Regions from separate parts of the Drosophila melanogaster genome. Here region 1 is linked to region 2. A link is a contact called in public Hi-C data. All regions are on one chromosome and are shown on one strand. Each heading gives the region's core, a stretch centred on a gene start, on an enhancer-like site or on the middle of the called end of the contact. The rest is flanking DNA. Distances are from core to core; before and after follow the strand shown.

What was found. A called contact is a pair of places that touch in the nucleus more often than the background predicts.
Region 1: a Hi-C map of the Kc167 cell line shows a contact between it and region 2, with 1.9 times the contacts expected there. The contact joins the enhancer-like site here to the promoter of CG43850 in region 2. A contact is called at or near these places in 31 of 107 Hi-C or Micro-C datasets (the Clone 8 cell line, the D17-c3 cell line, the Kc167 cell line and 10 more) and 2 of 6 datasets of contacts at active chromatin or transcription factors (both in the Kc167 cell line).

Annotation. Positions count from the first base shown.
Region 1 is chr2L:13,485,346-13,491,973 of dm6, reverse strand. All of the region lies in intron 4 of CG42784, which reads right to left. All of the region lies in intron 2 of CG46308, which reads right to left. Among named protein-coding and RNA genes, the nearest start is that of CG46308, 27 kb to the right of the region's middle. Within about 2 kb of position 2,438, at least 7 of the 39 cell types and tissues checked have an H3K27ac peak or open chromatin away from gene starts, as enhancers often do. A contact at or near this core is called in the Kc167 cell line and ovary, where this site is marked.
Region 2 is chr2L:13,413,551-13,420,416 of dm6, reverse strand. It overlaps CG43850, which reads right to left and starts at 4,986. Exons shown (of 2, transcript NM_001273515.2): 1 at 4,641-4,986; 2 at 1-285. The coding sequence starts at 114. It overlaps CG16956, which reads left to right and starts at 5,842. Exons shown (of 2, transcript NM_135810.2): 1 at 5,842-5,959; 2 at 6,016-6,634. The coding sequence starts at 5,901. The coding sequence ends at 6,556. CG42784 reads right to left here and starts at 4,986. Exons shown (of 9, transcript NM_001201869.3): 1 at 4,641-4,986. Flad2 (Flavin adenine dinucleotide synthetase 2) reads right to left here. Exons shown (of 1, transcript NM_135809.2): 1 at 6,701-6,866.

The sequences.
Region 1 (6,628 bases), core at 1,189-3,688, 74 kb before region 2:
AGAGATCTGCTGCCCGACTGGCCAACAAAACAATTTAAAGGCAAAGCCACAAAGGAAAGTGGCGAAGTTTTCCCAAACGGAACCCGGGAAACCGAAAAAGTTAGCATTTAAGCGCAGATTGTGTAATGAAATCAGACCATATAGAATATATACATATATATGTATATATATATATGCGATATGGAAGAGGCAAGGGGAGAAACAGCGCCAGTGGCACCGCAAATTAAAGTCGTTTTGCGGCTAAATGTGAACAGTGGTGTGGCTGTGTGTGAGTACCGGTCTTGCGGACTTGGACTTCAAACGGAAGCAGACATTTCTTTTCGGTTTTTCTTTTTGCAGCCGGATATCCGGCCATGAAATGTAAACGTCGCAGCCGCGTTCGTTTCTTTTGCCTTTGTTTGCCTAATGAAAATGTCAAACGGTCTGCCAGAGTCCCGGTTTAATTGAATGCATGTGTCGGCTCTTGAAAAAAACCTATGAAGAATCAAATGGGATGGGTCAAGGAAATAGCAAAAGCCATCGATCAGCAGTCTGTTCTGCGCTCAATTTCACATTTCAGCGACGACACTATAAATCAAGCCAAGGGCTGTGGAGAAAGCGCTGAAAAATATGCTACATAATTTGTTCGCAATAAAATGTGCTTAAAGTGCTGCGCCAAGCACTGAGGCACTCGAACGACACTCGACAAATTTTCCTCTTCCATTTCTTCATATTTTTTTTTTTTTTTTTGGGTGGAAAACAATGGAGCGGGACGAACGGAAAATGCATGTCGCTGGTTTTCGGTTCCGTTCGATTGCATTTCATTGCACTGCAAAGTTTCGCCTTTTCCGGAGCTCTTACGTCCCCTTCCATTCCCGCTGACTTCCTTTCATTTCCAGTTGTTGTTCTTGGCAAAAAATAGGGGAAATAGTCTATGGCAGCCTGGGAAACTTTTTAGCCACAAATGGCAGTAAGTCAAGTTGACAGAAGAAGCCAAGTTTAAGTCGGGCTTTTCAAGTGCACACACGAGTGCTGACCACAAATTGTGCAATTCTCGGCTGCCACATTCCAAGGCCTTTCATTAGCCACCGAAAATTGATTAAGTCCTTGTCGAATTACCATTGATTACTTACTGCCACCATTTTTGTTACTTTTTGTTTTGGGCTAAGCTTACCACACGAACGTATACAGGTTGCGAGCGAGAAGAATCACATCGAAAAGCTTTAGGATTTTGTCTGCGAATGGGTTTTCAGGGATGGAAGACTTGGAGTTTGATGATACACATACTTTGAGCCTGGCTTTGTAGAATTTTTAGAGGGTTTTATAGCAATAGGCTGATATCTATTACAAAGTATTTTTTCAATTTTTTCTGAGTTTAGGTATTTTAGGTAGGTAGGTAAATTAAAGACCACAAAGAAAACATTATTAGTTTGTTTATCCTTAATCTGGTTCCAAGAAACTTTGCCATGACCACAAGCCACTTAAAATATTTGGAAAATATGTTGTATTAGTATTGTTAAGGCATGTGTGGGTTAGTCAATAGGCCATATTGCAGTGCTTAGTTCAAAGATACTTGTTGATAAACTCACTCTTGTGCTTTGGCTTGCGGTTAGTCAGCAAAAGGCTCGATGGTTACACAAAGCATTTTAAAGGGTGTTGGTTTGGATTTTTATACAAAAAGAAATTGATAGATACCCCGCTGTCAATGCAATAATCCGTTTTAAATGACAGGCCATTGGTACCCACGTGTGGAAAAATAAAATATACAGTGGAAAATAAATAATGTTTTTTTCTTGTTCGTAATTAAGCGCATGCGAGAAACGCACAGACTGCAAGATAAATTTATTAAAGAGTTGACTGAGCGAAATTAGAGCGAGACCGACAAGACAATTAAAATGCACGCAGCGGAATAACATTTGCATTCCATATATAAATATATATATATATATGCATATATAGACAGAGAGAAGGGTATATAGACTTACAGATAGAGAAGAGCAGAAAATATAATAAAAAATGACGAGCAAGGTAATGCAAACATGCGAGGAAAAAATGTTGAAAATTATACGATAGTTTTGTTTGTTGTTCAAATTCCGGCTGTTTTTATGTCCCAATATGTTAAAGTTCAATTTGGCGCACACACACAATTGCACGCGCACACACACTCACACATTTACATAGATAAACATATTTATATGGATTTAAGCTACTAAACCTAGCACGCTACTAAGTTTTTTTTAGTCACACAGAGCACGGGCCACAGCACAAAAAAGAGAGAGAGATATACATATTATATAATGAGATACAGAGAGAGAGAGAGAGAGAGAGAGCATTGTGATTACAATTTTAGACACCAATAGAGGAATAGAATCGGTAATGGATCACAATAACTAGACTTCTTAAATTTAGACTGTACCTAATTGGCGATCTGAATTTTTCATTGATTTTCATTTTAGCAAGCGTTGCATACTTTTGGGTTGATTTCTTTTTGGGGGTGAAATAGGTGTAATTAAATGTCGCGTACCTGCGTTTGAAAGAAATGAATAGAAAACAGTGTTTAACAGGAGTACGAGTGTGTGTGTGGGTGTATTTCCGGTGTTCATTTTGGAGTTTTAGTGCGTGCTTCGCATTGAGTAAGAGAAAGTAGGAGAGAAAGTAGAAAGGAAACCATAGAAATCTTGTCTCGTGTGTGTGTGAAAAGAAGGGCTTAAATTCAAGCTTAAATAAATTATAAAAAAGCAACGATTGAAGCTCGCAGCGGATATATTCCCAGAAGAGTGCCACATGTGTCGACATACATAGATTTAAAAAAATCATAAACCAATTTACACAAATGATTTTAATGTGTAACCTATCGGTACTGGCTTTATACATACTTTTAAGGGCCTTTATAATAATAATTCAAGGCTAAGTGTGCCCCAAAAGTATGCATAGTTATACGTGCCAAATTTGTTTGATTTTGTTGGCAAAATAACACTTTAATACTTTATTTTCGAAAATTGAATAGATACTTTTTGATGGTGATGAAATGCGCTTTATTGGCTTAGCTAGGTGGGGCTCGAAATTTGGTCTGAATTTTGGTTAGGTTTTTGGCCGGCATTGCTAAATTCAAAGGCTTTTCTAAGCTACGAAAAAACATTTCCTTACATTGTACTTATAAATTGTATTTGTTATAGGAATCACGCCAACTCTGACTTACCCAGACCGCTGGAAATATATTTGCATTTTGACTTACAGAACCCAAATCGAAAGAACGACAATACTCCCACCCAAAAAGCCTTTTAACCCACAGCCAAAATATATGCTGTGTACACGTTTTGGTATTTCTTTTTTTCTGTTTTTCTTTTCTGCTACCTTATTCGTTTTGTTTTCTTGGGTTGTTTTTGTTTTTAGCGCTTGCTTCAACATGTGAATGTTCCACAAAAAAATGGTTTCGGGCCGAAATTAAAATGTGCATTTCAATTTAAGGCAAAAGTTTCACTTTGGCTGTCGACTCGACGCGAATCGGTCGGCATTGTCAAAGGGAAAATTTTTTTTATTTGCATTTTGCCGTTTTTGTAAAACATTCAATTTGATTTTTTTTTATTTGAATACTTTGTTTTTTTTTTGTCTTATTTTTCCAAGCGTATTTTTTGTTTACTTCTTGATTGGTTTGACTTTGTGGAACAAATTTCGCAATTGAATCAAGTTGAGCTCCTAGATCGAAAACGGGAATGAGAGGCAAGTAAGCTTTACAGAATCTTTTGGGAAAACTTGATACCATTTTGTTTATTTTATATTAATGCATTTTGCTTGAGTGTTTGTTTGGCGTTTGAGTGTTATGTTTTTTATTTTGTGGTTGCTGTTGGTGGTTCGTTTTTGGTTGTTAGTTAATGTTGCATACTTTCTTTTAGTTTATCGTTTGATTGTTTCATATGTCTGTTGTTTTCTTTTGTTGATGACTACAAATAAAAAAATCAAAGCCAACAAATCAAGTATGAAACTAAATGAAAACTTATGAAACTAATTTATTGAGATAATTGAAATAGAAGAGAATGAGAGCTCACAAAATGTAAATTGAGTTCAATTGGCGGTTGGCAAACTTGTTGAGTTTCGCCACTGATTTATGCTAATTACTTCGACGATAGTATGTTAATTAAACCTCTCTAATTTTACAACAGCCACTAATTATGCAATTTATGATTTTTGTCATATATGGCGCCCAACGTGGGGCCCAAAGTTACTCAAATCTGGCGCCCAACGTGATACCTTAAATAAGTGGTATTAAAGATCAAGTTATTTCATTTCGTAGGCACTCATTCTCCGCCTAGGCATGTATATTTGATGTGGATGGGCACTCAGTTCACACGATTGCTCAAGCTTAGCTGGCAGTTCTTGCAGTATAGTCGCTGGATCCTTACACAAAACGCCATGGAGGGGTCGTTCAAATCAAAGCAATGAAAATGCTTGTAAATATTCAATGCAATTCTGTTGGTCGAAACCGTTTTTCTCGCTAGCCCTGCTTTGCAGTTAATAAAATATTTAAAATATTTTATTGGCTTCGGCATAATGCTCAAACACACACCAATGGCAGACCAAGAAAAATATTTTTAATATTTCATGTGCAAATGCGTATTGGGCTTAGTACGAAACGTAATGAACTTAAGCGAAAAAATTTGAAATAAAAAATGAAACAAAATTGGCATACAAAAGGAGCGAAGAACAGACAGATAGTGGGTTAGGTATGTTGGGAGAAAAAAGGACATCAAATGCAAAGCAAAGTGAATTATTTACAAGCATTTTCATTGTACTTTCAAATTACAACCAACTGCAAGACGGTAACGTAAGCGGCACAGCGCAATTGCATAGAGGCAATCACGCAGGTGATCATTACGTTACACATATACAAAGAAACACGTGAGACACTTGCACGTGATGAACGAACGATAGAACGGAAATAAAACGTTTGCTTCCATATTTTTCGGTATGCAAATGAGTGTTTTCTCTTTTTTTTCAAAATGGATGCTTTGGCACTTACTTCCGGCGGTGGCGGAGGCGGCTGCGGCGGCGCCGGGGGCGTTGTCACGTATGTGTTTTTCTATTTACGCAATTGGATTACATCGAGATTGGCGAAAGTTAAAAATCAAAAATGTAAGATTCAAGATACATAATTTGTGTGATGTGTTTTACGTGAAATTTATGCAAATATCGGTAGGCGAAATTTACAGAGTGAAAGAATAGTAGTTTCGGGTAGAATGAGTGAAATAAGAGGTAGTGGAAAATTGTTTGTCTTAGTGCGTGTTTAGCAAAATAGAATGTACAATTTCGTTGATTCGTGGATCCAGAGAAACTCAACGGATCCATGAAATCATCTTTCAAAACTAAACTATAATCAGTGTAGCTTGTTTTTAAATAATGGCATAAGTATGTTTCAAATTAAAAATTAGTTGATGTGCTTTATATTTGTTATGTAGATAATTTGTATTTGATATTTCATAGCTCGTTTTTGGTTTTAGTTTATCTGAGTTAGGTTTAGTGAAGAATAGTTAGAAGCACTTGCTTTGGATACTGTTGAGTACTACTCGACTAGTTAATAGGGTGCAGCGTGTGAGTGGGGAGAGCACACTAGATATGTTTGATCTGTTAGTGGTTTTGTGGGTGAAGAACTACACACGTCTTTGATTATACTGACTTTTATTTATACGTTACATAGAGTTTAAGCAAGTGCAAGTAGGCGAAAGTGGTTGAGATTGCTTTGGGTGATCAGGGGTTCTCTGTTGGGTTGGTGGGGTTGGCTGGAGTGGGGTGTTATTGGCTTGAAGGCGGGGTCTGTGCATTGTTTCAACTACAGTTGAAGCTAAGTGAGGGACTGGGTGACAGACAGATAGTTATTGGTTTATAGAAAGTTACACTTAGTGGGATAGAGACAGTAGGGTTAGGCAGAGAGCTAGACAAAGAGAGAGATAGTTGGATAGCTACAGAGAGAGATAGAGGTAGAGAGTTGAGCAAAAGCACTAATAGTTTGCTGAGAATTGAATAAAGGTGGTTAAGCTAGTTGTACAGCGCATTTAGTTGTTGGCTGGCAGAGCTCTTAGACTTGAAATATATAGTATCTATGGATATATCGTATATTATAAAATTGTCTACTGAGTTAACAGTTAATTCAAGACTCGTTCAAAAGCGGCTCTACGTTCTAGAATCGGGTATAGTTGGGTACACACTAAGTTATTTCCAAGATGAAGTAAATAGTTGGAGAAAAAGTTGAATTCTATTTGGTTAACCTAGCATAGAGTTGCCACACTACTTAAGAAAAAAGTATGCTCTGATGGTAGGAAACTCTGGGTTGTTTCTGAACTCAAAATAGATATTGTGTCTTGGGCTCGAAACTTGGGAGGCTCGAATAGAGAAGGGGACGGGTAGATAAAGATAGATAGTTGGGTAGAGAGAAGTACAGATCAGAAAGATAGTCAGATAGTCAGATAGCTTGGGTAGTATTGGGTGGGGTTTTTCGGTTTGGATCGGGGCTGGAAATTAGAATTTCTTTAAAGCTGATGATTTTCATTTGACGACTTTTAAGAAACTTGCGCTCATTGATTTAGGTTTTGGGTCTTATAGGGTCAAAGATTATATTTTCGCTATACTGAATTTTTATTTTGGTTTACTTTAGGGG
Region 2 (6,866 bases), core at 3,737-6,236:
TTGGAAGTGCTCGTTATCAGATTTGGATGTGCGGATGACTATGTTCTCTCCACCTTCATGGCCTCCATCGCAATGTTCACCGAATTTAATGTCTTTGCAGGTTTTTATGCACATTTTCTACGATTTGACCTTTATTCTGCGACTCGGATTATTCAGCGAGGGAATTTATTTGATTACACTTTCACAGTTTCACAATGGCTTCTCCCTGTGTGCTCATTTCCCATTGCAGTTTATACGCGCAGTTTGTTATCAAAGTCGGGGGTTTTCATGGCTGCCAAACTTTTCCTGTAGCCATTTCGATAAAATATATGAAAAACCAAAGAAGAACTTCAGTTAAAGTTAGTTGATCAAACATTTGCTTGCAAATAAGCCAAGAGGTTAATAAACATAAAATGGAAGCACCAACTTAAACTGAAAGGAAATACAAGGATTGCTCGTTGAGGAAAAACATCAAGGAGAATAACACTGACCATGATTAGCAAGGAAGTGGTCTTCGTAAAGACACAGAAGGTTTGGTGACTTTTGGAATAATAAAATAAGAATCATTACTCTATATTAGCTTAGTAGGATTAATTCTTATTGGAATGATTATTTATTCAAATATTGTTAAAAGAGAATAAGAACTTTTAGCCCCCTGGTTTAAACAAACTTTAAATAACCTTTGATAAACAGATAAAATATTTGTATATATTTCCGTACTGTTATCAGATGTATAGAGAAGAAAATGGCCACTCATACTTTTTGAAATTACGATAAGTATCTGTAAGATAGAATTGTTTCTGTGAAATGTAGCTTTTACTTTTCTTGGCCATGAAACTCTTCGTTTCCCCAGCAGTTAACTTAATCGCGCACCAGTTTCAATCTACAGAACCGTATGGCGGCGTATAAAATATTAGCCAATGGGTGAGGATGCTCCAGGGAGTCCTTTGAGCTGAGCGGAGGAGACAAACGTGTTTAATTCAATCTCACTGGGAAATATCGCACATACGCCACGTGCGCCCGAACGACAGGCCCACCTGGGCATAAGCTGGGGTATAATTTTGCACAAGTTTGCAACTTTCACTTTTCACTTCATTTGACGCGAACTTTTGGCGCTGATATTGTGGCTGCTGTCAGTGCCAATTGTCGCCGTTTTTGCGTTCCCTGTGGCCGAATGGCAAACGCATTGCTCGCTGCCGTTTTGTATACTAAAGGACATGGGTTTGCCACTGGATGGCAAGCAGCTGCGTCCTCAGTTCCTGTGGGAATACAACTCTCTCTCTTCGCTCTCCGGTTTTCTGGCATATCTGGCTCTCCAGATTCGACGAAATGTGTATATGCGCGCGCAGGAGCATCCGGAGAGTTGCCAACTTGGCCAGTTCTGTTCCTGGCTTCTTGTTTATAACAACAACAGTTGGGGAGTGTATATAGAAGGCCCTACGACGTCGATGGTTGGCCATGTTTTCTAGCTGGTATGGCTGGTATGCTGTTGCTATTGCCCGCTGCACTTAACTTGAACTTTTAGAGCTGTCTTGTCGAAAAGTTGGCAGCGGACTACTTCAAGGCTTTTTAAAAGATTTCACTTCACGCTGAGACATTCAGGCGTTGGCCTGGCCAAAAACCCACCGACCAACACTCGTGCATATGTGGCAGCATCGTAGCTTCTTAGCCACATCCATGCGCATCCACTTACACGCCCACCAAACGACTTTGAAACAAATTCACGTTGGCCTTTGGCTTTGGCATTGGCCACTCTCATTAAAGCCAGAAGTTATTGTCTTATTTGGCATACATAGCGGAATATATGCACGACCATAAGATATACAGCCCATCAAGATGACTAATTTGATCCTTTCAGCTTAGTGTCTGTCAATGAGTCTATAATGGACTGCTCACAATGTGGGTTAGCGCCAAAAGCAGCCTTGATAAATACGATTTCATCTCAAATCAGTAAACAACTCTTGCTAAAAACTATAAAAAAAAAGTTTATCAATTATGTGTGTATACTGTATGCATTTTTCGACTTTTTGAAATGTGCGCTCAAAAAAATTGTACCAAAAAATATTTGTGTGTGCTACTAAAATTGTATTATTAAACTACTTGATATTTTGCTCAATAATAAATTCTTTAAAACTGGCTTTCTCTTTAAAATTGCTTCCCACATATATTTCAATTGAAATCTTTTCACGGTTTATTGTAGGAATTTCTGGTTTTGTCCTTGAATTCTCGAAAATTGCTTTTCGTCTGAGCAGAATATCCATCGATATACCTAAACAGAGTGCGGTTTGGTTTTATTCGGATTTGTCCATAGCAATACATATAGCTGTTTTGCATATCAGCTCAACACTTAGCACTCCCAGAGCCCGCCACCACCCGATCCCCACCCATCCGTACGGGGTGCTATACGGAATAAATTCGAAGCTGGCTTGGATATTCAACGAATTATCATCTCGCAGTGCACGCTTCGGCTCCGTACGTGCCGTCGCCTGGATAACCAAGACTCGGGCGCTTTCGCCTGTCCTTGTGCCATGGATGTCCTGCTCATCCTGCCCGGTTCCCACGCGATGCCCAGTCCAGGCCAACACCCACTTCCTATGGATGGCTGTGGCCACGGTCAAGCTGCTTATCTCACACAAAACACTGGTTGCTCTGGCGAAAGAAAACGACGCGACTTGCCAAACAGGAACTGGAGTAAAAAATCGCAAAAGTGAAATGTCGAAATCGTTTCTATTCAAAGCGGCGAACGAAAAATAGATTCGCAAAAATTATACACAAGTTTATAGTGTGCCAAAAATCAGGCGGCTTTTTTCCTCCAATTCAATTGTTTGATTCGTCTTTGCTTCAACAAGTTTCGTGTTGAGGAACGACCATTTGGTTGAGTAAAAGCCTCTAGGTGGAGATCGTAAAACAATTCAGGAAAAAGAATTCGCATAACCCTCGGGCACGAATAAAAACCGAGCTGGCAAGGATATGAGAAGGATTACGGCCAAGGCAGTTAAAAGGCAGTTTTATATTCATTACAAGTCAAGCTGCAGGGCCAAAACAGGAGGAACAACAACCGGCGGTAGAAACCACCAACAAATGGCAACAGCAACATCAACAATTTATGACTCCAAACCGTGTTGTAGCACTTTTTTTTATAGTTACCATAGCTCAGCTCACACAAAAGCTAGTTTTTATTCCTGCCCACCCACACTCTTTAAATAAACGGTAGTAAAGAAGTAGAAAAAATGTTAGGGGATTTTACAACTTTTAACCAATATTGAGGTACCAACATTTTGTGAATGAAAACAATCAAAATCAATATAGATATTTTTGCAATAAATAATATTATAGTTTTATAGTATACACATTGAAAAAATCAAATTTTAAAAGGTATTTTGAATTTGATTAATATTTCATTTCAAGTGGAAGTTGAGTTAATTATTTAAAACAAAAACAAAAAAAAATAAAATTAAAAATAACATTGACAGCGGATAACAAATTTTAAGCTTTTGTGGGTCGACTAAGCGAAAACTTATTAGGAAAGTTAGTCGTCTAAACTCGTCTGCCGTTCAAGTTACTTGAAATTAAAGTATAAAGTTATCAAAGTCAAAAGCAAGGTTCATAAAACGCTTTAAAGGCATTTGATGAGGAAAATCTAACAGCAGAGCTATTGAAGGACGAGTTCGCGCACCATCACTCGAGCGCACATATCCAGTATATAATATATATATATATATATATTTATATATACCTATACATACTGTAGACACACCTAAGGTGAAGCCCCAAGTTGGCTTAGACAACGGCGAAAATATTGCATTGGCGAAGCACGGGAACAGCTGAAATGCTGAAAAAGTGAAAGTAATGGCCAGGCCAAAACTTTTTCTTTCGCTTAACTAACCTGGCTGAAACTCTACTCCGCTCGGCTCATTCTGAAGGACTTTCGCAGTCCGCATTTGTTCGTTTCTGCCCTGTGCCTCTTGAAATTGCTTATTTGTTTTGCGCTAAAAATTAAGCGCCACCGAAAAGTTTGCTGGTTTGCTAAATTACTTTACACGCCACTTGAACACGCAGGCAACGAACAATCCATTCAAAGAACATGGGCCAAACAAAAATTTAATTAAATTAAAAATAATAGATAAGCCGAACAAAAGGTGAAACTTGAAATCAATTAAGTTGCCCAAAATGTAGGTTTAAGTAACAGCAAACTCTTAGCTCGAGGGAATATATTGTTCTTTGTTTTTTAATTACATGATTTTTTGTTTTAATAACAAAATCAATTCATATTAAATGGAAAATACTATTGACACCACTTCTTAGACGATTCAAGGTCCTGTACATTTTCACAATATTCCCTCACTGACATCACATGATGTTGGCAGCCCATCAATTATAATAACGATTGGCTTTCAATGGGAATAAGTGATTGTTATCAGATACCGAGCACAGCAATTACCCTGCACACAAACTACAATCCATAGCGTTCGTTTCTCAACTGATAAGTGGCTAACTTGTCCAAGGAATAGCTCAAATAAAACAGGATACAGAAAGTAAAATGAATAAAATGGTTAAAGCCAGTTGGCCGCCTTGTATGGGGCCATTTCTGACTGTTTGCCATTAAAGTGCCACGCATAAACGAAGCTGCCTGATAAGAGATACATTTTTTTTTAACATACTTTCGCTTAAAGTTTCAGGAGACGACAGCCACAACAACAGGACGAAGAATTTAGGTTTTTGCACTAGACACGCACGTTGACATTTAGTTAATTCAATTTAATATGGTTTGATTAAATATAGTTGGTTAATATATTAGTCGGCGAACAACACACGGATCTATTCAAGCTCTTTTTATAATGGAAAACAATTTATGTGTATTTATATATCTATTCGTTTTATCTTTGGGTATTTCATTTAGCTACTGTTGCTGTTTGTTGCTTTGGGGAAATTCTTCTGTATATTATTATTGGTTCGCTTAAAGGTGCTGTGAGTGTGTTAACGAAATGAGGAAAGATTGTCTACTGAGCGTGCGAAACGGTTCCGAGTCCTGTCGAGCCCAAGGAGAGTTGCCTTCGACGTACCACGGCGCGTATGTGTGATATGCGTTTCGTTTTGTTTTAGCAAAGTGCGCGCGCAAAATGCCAAACAGCTGTGCCGTCTCAGCTGCTGTTAAAAGGCTGACAGAGAGCAATGGAGAGTGTGCTGAGAAATGGGCGAGAGAAAGTCGTCTCTCGGGCGCACGCTCACCGCAGGACGAAGGGGTGCGGTGTGGCGGTCCTAGCTGTGTGCTAAAGTGAAAGTAGCCTTGTTGATTAACATCCTTCAGAGTTTACCCACATTGGAAAGGTCGCCAATTTCACTGATAATAACATTCGTTCATGTTGGCAATGCTGTTGCGAGAGCAAAGCGGAAACGGAAAGAGCGCACCGGAAGTGACTTGGCCAAGTGGCATTTCCCCAAATGAATTCCATAGGCAAATATTCGTATTAGCCACAAGAAGGAAAAGGAAAATCCTCTTTAATTTCTAATTAATAATAGAGAAATGTGACACCCATCAAAAATGTTTTGAGCTTTTCAATACAACTACACAGTAGGTAGAGTTTAAATAACATCTCACATTTATTATCTAAAGATATGCAAATTTGGGAGATATTCCAAAGAAGGTAGCATTTAAAATACAAAATTGTAACTCAAACCACAAACGTGACAGTATATCACCAGTGTTAGCTATCCGAGAAATAGCATTTGTCCAATCGTAATCATTTCAGCTACTTTTACATGCCGGTTTATACGCAGAACATGATTCCCCAGCAACCGGGAAAAGTGACAAAACCCAAGCATGAACACTATATAACGATGTGAACTCAAAAACCTTACAGCAGTCAGCGAAAATTGGCAAAATGTGGAACAAACCGTATATGGGAATAATAATTTTGTGTATGCTAGCCAGCGGTGGAAGAGCCGTACCCACCGATTTGGCCAGATACTCTCAGTTGGGGTAAATATTTCTAATTGTGTACTCTTTAGAACAATACAATATTGCAACATTCGTAGACAAGTACCGTTGACGGCAGCCAACAACAGCGTGGTGTCCACCACTGATCATTTGGGTCTCCTGCAGGAGACGTCCTCGGTAGCTCCTGACTTCGAATACTCACTACTGGGCGAGGATCCGCAGGATCAGCAATGGTTTCGCGTCAGTCTTACTCCGAAAACCAACAAAACTGGCTACCGCGCACAGTTTGCCACTCGAAAACATCCGCCCTTTAATTCGCAAGTGGCCCACCGGCATGATAAAACTATTCAGGATCTGCTTAACTGGCTGGACCGTTCCGAGGATCAGAGTTTGTGGAAAGTTTATCGTGATCTCTTGGAGTACACACCACAGGCACAGTCATCCAGCCAGGAGTATCCTAATGGCAACGTAATCGAAAAAGCGAAGAAGTCGTCCCAGAAGCAGAAATGTCATAGGCGCAATCACCGACTGCTCCTGGTGGATGAAGATGGAACCAGTACCACGACATCATTACCACCAAGTAAGGACCAAACGCAACCGACACATGAGTTGGTTTATTTCATAAGGGAGCCTAAGTAAGCCCAAAGAAATAGCAGTTCTAAAGACGTAATATTCGGGTTTATAATATTTATTAATACATTATAAAGACAAGTTTACAGAAATAAATATCCATTTTTTAATTTATTATTTAATGAAGTTAAAACATATGAAAAAAATACAGATAAACAAATAGTTAATTTAATACATCAAAATTTCAACACTTAAGAACACAGAGTTCCTGAGCTTTTGCAGCGAAAAGCTTTGACAAAACTCACCAAATATCTAAAACTTTTACTAGCATTTCTCTTATACAGTAGTTAAAAGTTGTATAAGGGGCTAGGCCGGTTTG